Linked DNA regions of Zea mays: regions 2 and 3 are each linked to region 1. A link is a contact called in public Hi-C data. All regions are on one chromosome and are shown on one strand. The core of a region is the stretch at or near the end of the contact, and the rest is flanking DNA. Distances in the headings are between cores, read along the strand shown.

Region 1 (2,700 bases), core at 35-2,534:
CTTCGGAGGGAGTACTAGTACTAGCTGACAACTGCACAGAACTAGTGATTCCTCCTCCGGAGATCGATGACGACCACCGAGACGTTGTCGGAGCTTCTCCTCGCGAGGGCCAGCTTGGTGAGCAACGCGGCGGCCTCGGCACACCACTTGGCCCGGCCCCTGCGGAGGCAGGCGCGCGCCACCTCGCACGCGGCCTCGTTGCTCACCACGTCCCAGAGCCCGTCGCTGCCCAGGATGAGGCACTCGTCGCCGTCGGACCGGTCGGTCACCGTCACCTCGGGAACGGACGACACGTACGGCTTCAGGTATCCGTCCCCGACGGCGCGGGACATGGCGAGGACGCCCAGAACGCGCGCGCCCTCCCAGAAGATGACGCGCCCGCCGGCGGACTCGATGCGCTCCAGCTCGTCGGGGCGGTCGGGCTTGTGGTCCGACGACAGCGGCAGCGGCGGCGCGCCGTCCCCACGGCAGAGCACGGCGCGGCTGTCGCCGCAGTTGGCCACAATGACGCTGTGCTCCTCCACGACGGCCACCACGGCCGTGGAGCCCACGTGGTCGCACCTGTGCGCGTCGCAGCGGCAGGTGCTGCTTCTGGCGGCGGCGGCGCGCCCGCCGGCCGACGTCACCTCGGCGTCCATCCGCGCGAAGCTGCGTTCCATCGCCACGGTCCAGGCCGCCGCCGCGGAGACTGAGCTGTCGGCGGCGGTGGCGGCGAGCTCCTCGGCGACCAGCTCGTGCATCCGGTCCCGGCACGCCTCGGCCACGTGCGAGCAGCCGTGGCCGTCGAACACTCCGTAGAAGTCGCGCCTCCCGCCGTCGGCCGTGCCCTCCGCGCAGAACGCGTCGCGCACGGACACGGCATCCTCCATCTCCCTCCTGCGGCCGGCCACCGACGCCGCCCCGTGCTTCCGCGCCACCAGCAGCTCCCCTGCCCCGAGACTCCGCTTCCTCGTAGCATCGGCCGTGCCAGCGGCCACCGCGTGCTTCCACGCCCCAGACTCTCCGGCCCGGCTCCGCCTCTCGGCGCGCGCCCTGGCCCTGGCCTCCGCCTCCGCACCAACCACCGGTGCCGCCGTCGCCGCTACGGCCGAGTCACAGCAGACCTGCGCCATCGACATCAACCAAGCACCACCACCGCCTCCGCCACCCCTAGGGAAGCTTCCACCGCCACGTGCTCCCTGAAGCAAGCTAAATACTCCGGCGAAACGAGAGTTGAGAGAGGGTCCCGTGGTGCCTGCCGGGCGCCCCTTTTAAAGCCCCTGTCTCGCGGGCTCGCGCGGCGCCGGGAGTCGGGTCGCGCGATCTCATTCTGAGGCGGACCGGCTGGCGCCCACCGCATCTGGGCCGTCCACGGGCTCACCTTGCACGACACGTTGCCGCAGCTGTTCAGCCCCGCCGCGACACGTGACGCGCGCCGGTCTGCTGGTCATAAGCAGCAGGCATCATTTATCGCGCACCACGTCTAACCTAATCAAATCTAATCGCGCACCAGACGACGCAACCGCTGCCCCCCGCGTGCGTGTTGGCGGCCGGCGATTGGGCCACCGCATCGGCGCGTCAGTGTTCCGGGTCCGCGCACGGGATCTCGGTGCGGAGGCGGAGAACAAACAACGTGACGTGTGTCCCCTCTGCACGGCGGCAATTTCTGATGCTTTTGTTAACTCCGGCAAAACGCCGCCCTGGTTTGATGCGATCGTTGTAGTAATCAAAAAGGCGACCGCGCTGCGTGCCGGGACGGGATTGGCTGTGGCGCCCGCACACGATGGCACGAGGGCTCGTGTCGTGTCGTGTCTAGTTTGACTCGGCGGTCGACGAACTAATCCTGGGCCGGGAAGACATGCCACCGCAGGGATCAAAATTAGACGCGCGCGTCATGGGGGCCCGGACAGAGGAACCGAACGAGTGCACTTTCGGCTTTGGCCGCCTCTATGCGTCCCGCCAGCCCCGTGCAGCCCGTCGCGCATGGGGAAGTCATCGGCAGTGGGCGTTGCAATCGCGGGGCCGGCCGAGGTCGGGCGGGTCCCTCGCGCGCGGCAACGGGCACGGCACTGCTGTGAAAACGGAGGAAACCGGGTGTCGGTTTCGGGGTGATTGAGGTGGGAGACCTCAGCTCGCGGGCTCCGGAGTCAGCGGCGACGTGGACAGTGTGCTTACGTGCCGTGACGGGGTGAGTCGGCGAGGGATGGACGGGAGCGCAGGCGCGGTGCCACGCAAGGAGGATCGTGACTTTAGAAAACTGGTGCTGCGCGGGGACTTGTGCGTGGGTGATGGGCGGAGACATGGGGGCATGGGCGGGCGACAGGTGTTACTAGAGAGTGGGTGAAAAGGACGTACGCCGCTCAATGAAATCTGGTGGTGATTTTACCGGAGAAATTTCCGAGTCAAGGTGAAAGAGAATAATCAGCGGCTCTAATATATAGAAACAAAATGTTGTAGAAGTAATACCCGTATCTGAATTAAAGTCACCATCAAACACAACAAACAAGCCAGTTCGTTCATTCGTTTGCTTGAGTACATGTAAAACACAATTAAATAAATAGTCTCTTAAAAGGTCTCTACAAAGCTAAATGCAAAAAAAATAAAGCGACAGACTCTTCGTAAAAGTCAATCTCTACATAACTATTAATATATATTGTGTCTTTATTGCATTTATGATCCAAAGGCTTAGTAACTGTTTGGTTTTTTCGGGCTGAAACAAAA
Region 2 (2,847 bases), core at 310-2,809, 190 kb after region 1:
TTACTCATGCTCGAGATTTGATTCTTAAGTTGCAAAATGAATTTCCCAAGAATGCCATGAGAGCAATTCATAGTGACAATGGCATAGAATTTAAAAATACTAATTTTGAAACCTTTTGTGCTTCCCTGGGACTCGAGCATCAGTTTTCTTCTCTGTATGTGATGTAACACCTAAAATCCTATTGTTGGAATCTAGTAAAACTCTCTAAAGGTTTTGAATTGGAATACCTTTTAATAATAATTTTATTACCTTAAAGTAACATCCATATGAATCTAGTTATCTCTTTACCAAAATATATATTTATTAGTACTCTCTAAAAATATTTTATACACAAGGAATTATTGTCTTAAAACACATATCTTTGTGAGTATGGGTTGCATAATTAAAAGTATTTGCTTAAATAGGATAATAAATAAATAAATAAATAAAATTAAACTATGCATCATGGTGAGTTTTCTTTGATTGCGCATTTGAAATAAGTTTGAAACTTGAAACTCATATTTGAATTCAATTCTTGATTATAAAATTGAATTTGAAAAGGGAAACATAAAATAAAATAAAAAGAAAGAAGAGAAAACTTACTTGCACTCAGGTCGGTATTTTTCCTCTCGGTCAAGTATTACACCCACCGGCCCACTTCTTCAACCTTCCCTTTTCTTTTCCCTTTGAGCAGCTGAGCCAGTGATGCATGGGTCTCGTGGGTTAGGCTTATCTTCTATCTCCTGACGATATTAGAAGGTAGATGCAGGGAGTTTCGCCAGGACTTGGACTCCACGGCTCGGTTGGATACGTCACGTTCAACTGGTCTCGCGTGCGCCCGCCTCCAAAGACACTGCGTGTGGGTCCCGCTGCACAGAAGCGTCTCCTACCGACTGTGCGTAACAAACTCGATGCCAATCATCGTAACCATCTTCAGTTGTTGCAAACGAAGCCGCGAGCATCGGCCAATGCCTTCCCCCGATCCTTATCCCATGCGTATAAGTACCAACCAATACCCCCCTTGGACCAACGCATATGAAGGATAGCTCTATTGTCAAGCGCCACCATCGTAGAGCACCACCGCGAACCGAAGGAAGGAGAAATAGCCACCGGCGTGGCCTTGCGCCTGCAGCGTCGTTCGAAAGCCAAAAAGATGTTTGGGAGCATCACCGGTAACCAAGTAGGGTTCAAGGGTAATTCAACGAGCTCGAGGGGCCACAGGACGACTACAAATTGCTCGCCAGAGCAAGGCCACCACCGTGGAGCCGCACTGCTTCATGGGCAGGCTTGACACTGTACACACGCTGGTAAAACCTCCTTACATGCATTCTTTGTCATCTCCACTTTCCTATGCACGTGCTCGCACACCGTTTTGGCCACCATGGCGTGGGTTGGGACTTCGTCGACGAGGAGCCGCCGTGCATGCATGGTCGCTGTCGAGTCTAGTGTCGAGAGGAGGGCGACAAACCTTTGACCATTGATCTATTGAATGGGTGGCCCCTGATTAGATCGGATACATCATTCGGGTGGACTCAGTCAGAGTCGTAGATAGGGCAATCAACGGTGTAGATCGTGTCCGAGTTCATCATTGGGTAATTAAATCCAAGCCATCCAGTTCAGTTCGAGCGATTATGATTAGATCGTCGATACCCCTTCACTTTATAAAATCTAAACCGTCACTTTTTTATCCAACGGACGATCAAACCCATTTCCTCATAGCCGAGGCAAAATTGTTTAAGCGCCCCTAGGATTTTCAACGATCAACCCACACTCCTAAGTTAGTTGAAAGCTATTTAAAATAGAGAACATATCTGGTGCACATGGATGTTTAGTGCACATGGTGCACATATTAAACCACCACCACTCATCTGAGATCTAACGCCTCTAGTTGCTTGGTATATTTTGCTAGGACACCCTCTAACGTGGTGGGGTATAGTGGTGGAAGATGTTATTTGTAAATTGCAATGATCAACTAGAAACGTTAGATCTGATATGGATAGTGATGATTTAATATGTGCACCATGTGCACTAAACTTCTATGTGCACTAGATATGTCCTCTTTAAAATAAGCCCTCAAAACTTACCCAAAGCACCCTAGGTTTTTAGCCCTTTTAACTCAACGTCCACCACTTTGTCATTGCACCGGAAAAAGTAATATAATTTTAATTAGAAATGCATGAAAGGCTAGAATTTATATTGTTATTAGAAAATAGTCTCCAGAACTTGTAAAATCCATATCTTACTCGTTTTAGCTCCAAATTTAGTAGTTCTTGAACCTACGGATTCGTCTTGACTCGTATAATATTCCTATGCAATTTGATTCCATATTTGATGTAATGTTATTGGTTTCATTATTTTCTTATTTGTATGTATTGCTACGAGTATAAGTGAGATTACGAGGAATCTCAAGCCCAACTTGGAGAAGTACCTGGGTTGCACAAAAAGGCAAGTTGTATCCTTGATCATATTCTTTGACCTAATAATATTTACTTTTATGTTCTCACCTATGCACTATTAGGTTAACCTAATGGGACCTATTAGGTTACCTAGTTTTGTTTAGCCTACACCTTGCATACAAATGAATATCGGATAGTCTTGCTATTGCTCTACCTGGTTGAGGGATTATTATTATATGAAGTATGATCATGTTTTATTATTAATGAATTATTTATTGGTTATGATAAGATTATTTTGTTAATTGGAACATGAAGCCCTAACCCGAGACAACTGTGCTACCACAAGGATGGAATGAGACACCCTTAGTCAATTAATTAGGAAATCTAGTGTGAGATGGTCCTTTCCCGAAAGGGACAAGTAGAGAGTGAATCGTTGTAAGCATAATGCTGACTGTAATTACTACGATGAAGT
Region 3 (2,825 bases), core at 167-2,666, 250 kb after region 1:
GACGACACCGATTGAGGTAATCCCGAGCCATCTTCACTTGTTGTACCAGTCGAGCCTGCTTCCACTACTTCGGCCAACAGACTCGACATCACTTCTTCCACGACTTGGGGTCCACTCGAGCTACAGCCTGCTAGGCATGGAGGCGATCAGGCTGATGTTAACCTCTTCGAGGATGCACCACGACACATTCAACGTTGTCACCCACTTCAGTAGATGTTCGAGGAGCTTCACGAGTGAGTCACTCACTATATGCCACAATGGATTTATCACTTTTCTCACTCTCTTTTGTTGCTTCTTTTGAGCCTCAGGATGTTGGAAACACTTTCTCTGATCCTAACTAGGCCAATGCCATGCATGAGGAGCTTAAAAACTTTGAGAGGAACCAGATTTGGGTTTTGGTTCCACCGCCTCAAAACTGCCACCTAATTGGTACAAAATGGGTTTTAAAAAACAATCAAAGCAAGGATGGGTTGGTAGTTCAAAACAAAGCTTGATGGGGTTGATTCGCCCGCAACCCGTAGTGCATACTAGCAAATATTCAGCAATTCAAGGTTTGCTTCAGCTTCAGCCATTTAAGGATTACTTTAACGTACAACATGAACAAATATTTAGCTATTCAAGGTTTATTTTGGCCATTCAATGTTTACTTCAATGTACAATAAAAACAAATATTCAGCCATTTAAGGGTTACTTCAGACATTCTCATCAATTCAAAGTGTTGAGTCGAGGACGAGAGCTGACTGCTGCGACAGATGAATGAAGGCACCACACCGAAAATTTGTGGACGTTGGTGCAACGACTGGATCGAAGCAGAGTTTGACTAATTACAGACGGCGGTCGAGTGGGTCATGCGAGCGGCGACATGGGGAATCAGTTGGGTGGGCTGGTGCGAGTGGTGGTTTGTAGGATTTAATTAGGTAGGGTTATGTCTCGCTGAGTGATGAATAACGCCGCCCTATGTATTGTTATACTGTATTTTTAATTACATTAAACATAAAAAATTATAAATTCGTAATATATTCCTTTTATTTTATATATACTTCTACTATAAAACAAAGGTAAAATCCCTTTAGTTTCTTGGTTCTTACTGCGAGGGAAGAGACAAATAAAATGTATAAAAAGATTGCGAAAATCGCTGTGGCTACCTACCATAGCCGACACGTTCTTCTTGCTAGAAGCGAGGTGTCAGCCACGCCCTCCTAACACGCATACGCCAGGTCCATGGGACCACTCTCACTCATACTCCCTCGTCCCTCCGTGCCAAAACGAAAGGGACCGCTGCTCTGCTCTGCCTGCCTCCCCTTCATCCTCCACTTCTTCCTCTTGGTCTGGTTCGGGCAGAGCATCCGCACCTGCTCGGCCGATTACCCCGGCGTTTTCTGTTCCCTTTCACCCCGCGTGCGGGCGCTATCCTTCCCGTGGCGACGTCTGGGTGACCGCTGCCGCAGCCCTACACTAGGTTCCTAGGTATTCGCCGGGCCCTTCCCCGGCGACGAGCACCCACCATGTATGTCCACCCCTTCCTCTTCCATACCTTACAAAACCTACCCAAACCCTAAATTAAACTGTTTGGCTATTTGTATTCGGATCTGATCTAACTACAAATGCTTACATGTATTACTATGCCTACTATTTCGATTTTCTTTTGCAAATATTATCGGGTCTTATTATTGCTCGGCTATCTTGGTCTCACGCCTCAGTTCCTCTTGCGAAGCTGTTAAGCATAGCATATGTTATGTTAACCTATCTTAAAAGGACTTCCAGACATAGATTTTAAGAGAGTCATTTTGTAGGGCTATTCTTTTTCTCCTTGCGAGCCAATACCATTAGTAAATTAGTGACTTATTTGAAGTTCATAGATAGTCTATCAGGCTGGTCTCCTGGGTCATTTCCCTAGCAGAGCAGGTTTCCGGTTCTCTACAAGCGTTCTGTATAAGAGGTCCCAGTTACATCAAGTTCCATTCCAGCAATCAATTTGGATAGTATTGATAGTTTACGCTAAAAATTCACACTTCCTCGGATTAAACTCATAAATCATGGCCTTTCACAGTAATCGAATCTAATACTCACAGCTTAGCCTACGTGAACTAATATTTTTTGTATAGTGGTTCAGTATATTTACGAATAACTCTACTATGTTTGCATGTATATGACAAAAGGTACATGAGAAATCCTTTTTCAAATTTGTAGCTTAGGCTACCTCTGTGGGGATCTTCTGTGAAGCAAGAGAAGTTACCTAGCACACAACTCAAAGTTCAGTAGATTATTGAGGATCAACATTTCAGCCATCTGTATGTTAGTTAATATGATGGCCGATGGTAACATCTGGTTAGAAAGATAGAAACTCATTATTGCGCTACATATGGTAGTGCCCATTCGACATAAGAACTAAGCTGGACATTGGTAGATCCAAGTTATTAATGGCGCACACTTCCTGTGATGGTGTACATCATGTTATAAGTGTAGCACATGGGGAAACTGCATCAACATCAACCAGTCATCAAGATATGTGCAGTGACTCGGATGAACCACATCAGGAAGATAGGCTATCAACAAGCACACAAACCCTGTCATCAGAGTCTTCGCCATCAATATCACCAACTGCTTATAGCACCAGAAATTTATCTTTTCCTAGAAGAGATAGTATATATGGTCATGGAAGAAGTCCATGGAATTCTGGTTTATGGATCTCGTTTGAAATTGTCATGTACATTGCTCAGGTTGTAGCTGCTATTGTCATCCTCATCTTTTCAAGACATGAACATCCCCATGCTCCTTTGTTCGCATGGATAATTGGATATACACTTGGCTGCATTGCTAGTCTT

What was found. Hi-C and Micro-C count contacts between places; a contact is called where the count stands out from the background.
Region 2: a contact with region 1 is called in a Hi-C map of endosperm, with 2.3 times the contacts expected there. The contact joins the enhancer-like site here to the promoter of LOC100279578 in region 1. A contact is called at or near these places in 2 of 25 Hi-C or Micro-C datasets (endosperm and leaf).
Region 3: a contact with region 1 is called in a Hi-C map of leaf, with 9 times the contacts expected there. The contact joins the promoter of LOC100279906 here to the promoter of LOC100279578 in region 1. A contact is called at or near these places in 5 of 25 Hi-C or Micro-C datasets (bundle sheath, endosperm, leaf and 1 more).

The regions. Positions count from the first base shown.
Region 1 is chr7:93,419,911-93,422,610 of Zm-B73-REFERENCE-NAM-5.0, reverse strand. It overlaps LOC100279578, which reads right to left and starts at 1,284. Exons shown (of 1, transcript NM_001152575.2): 1 at 1-1,284. The coding sequence starts at 1,118. The coding sequence ends at 42.
Region 2 is chr7:93,230,808-93,233,654 of Zm-B73-REFERENCE-NAM-5.0, reverse strand. No RefSeq gene overlaps it. Among protein-coding and RNA genes, the nearest start is that of LOC109941239, 54 kb to the right of the region's middle. Within about 2 kb of position 1,559, at least 14 of the 20 cell types and tissues checked have an H3K27ac peak or open chromatin away from gene starts, as enhancers often do. A contact at or near this core is called in endosperm and leaf, where this site is marked.
Region 3 is chr7:93,172,460-93,175,284 of Zm-B73-REFERENCE-NAM-5.0, reverse strand. It overlaps LOC100279906 (RING/U-box superfamily protein), which reads left to right and starts at 1,416. Exons shown (of 5, transcript NM_001152858.1): 1 at 1,416-1,507; 2 at 2,160-2,825. The coding sequence starts at 2,421.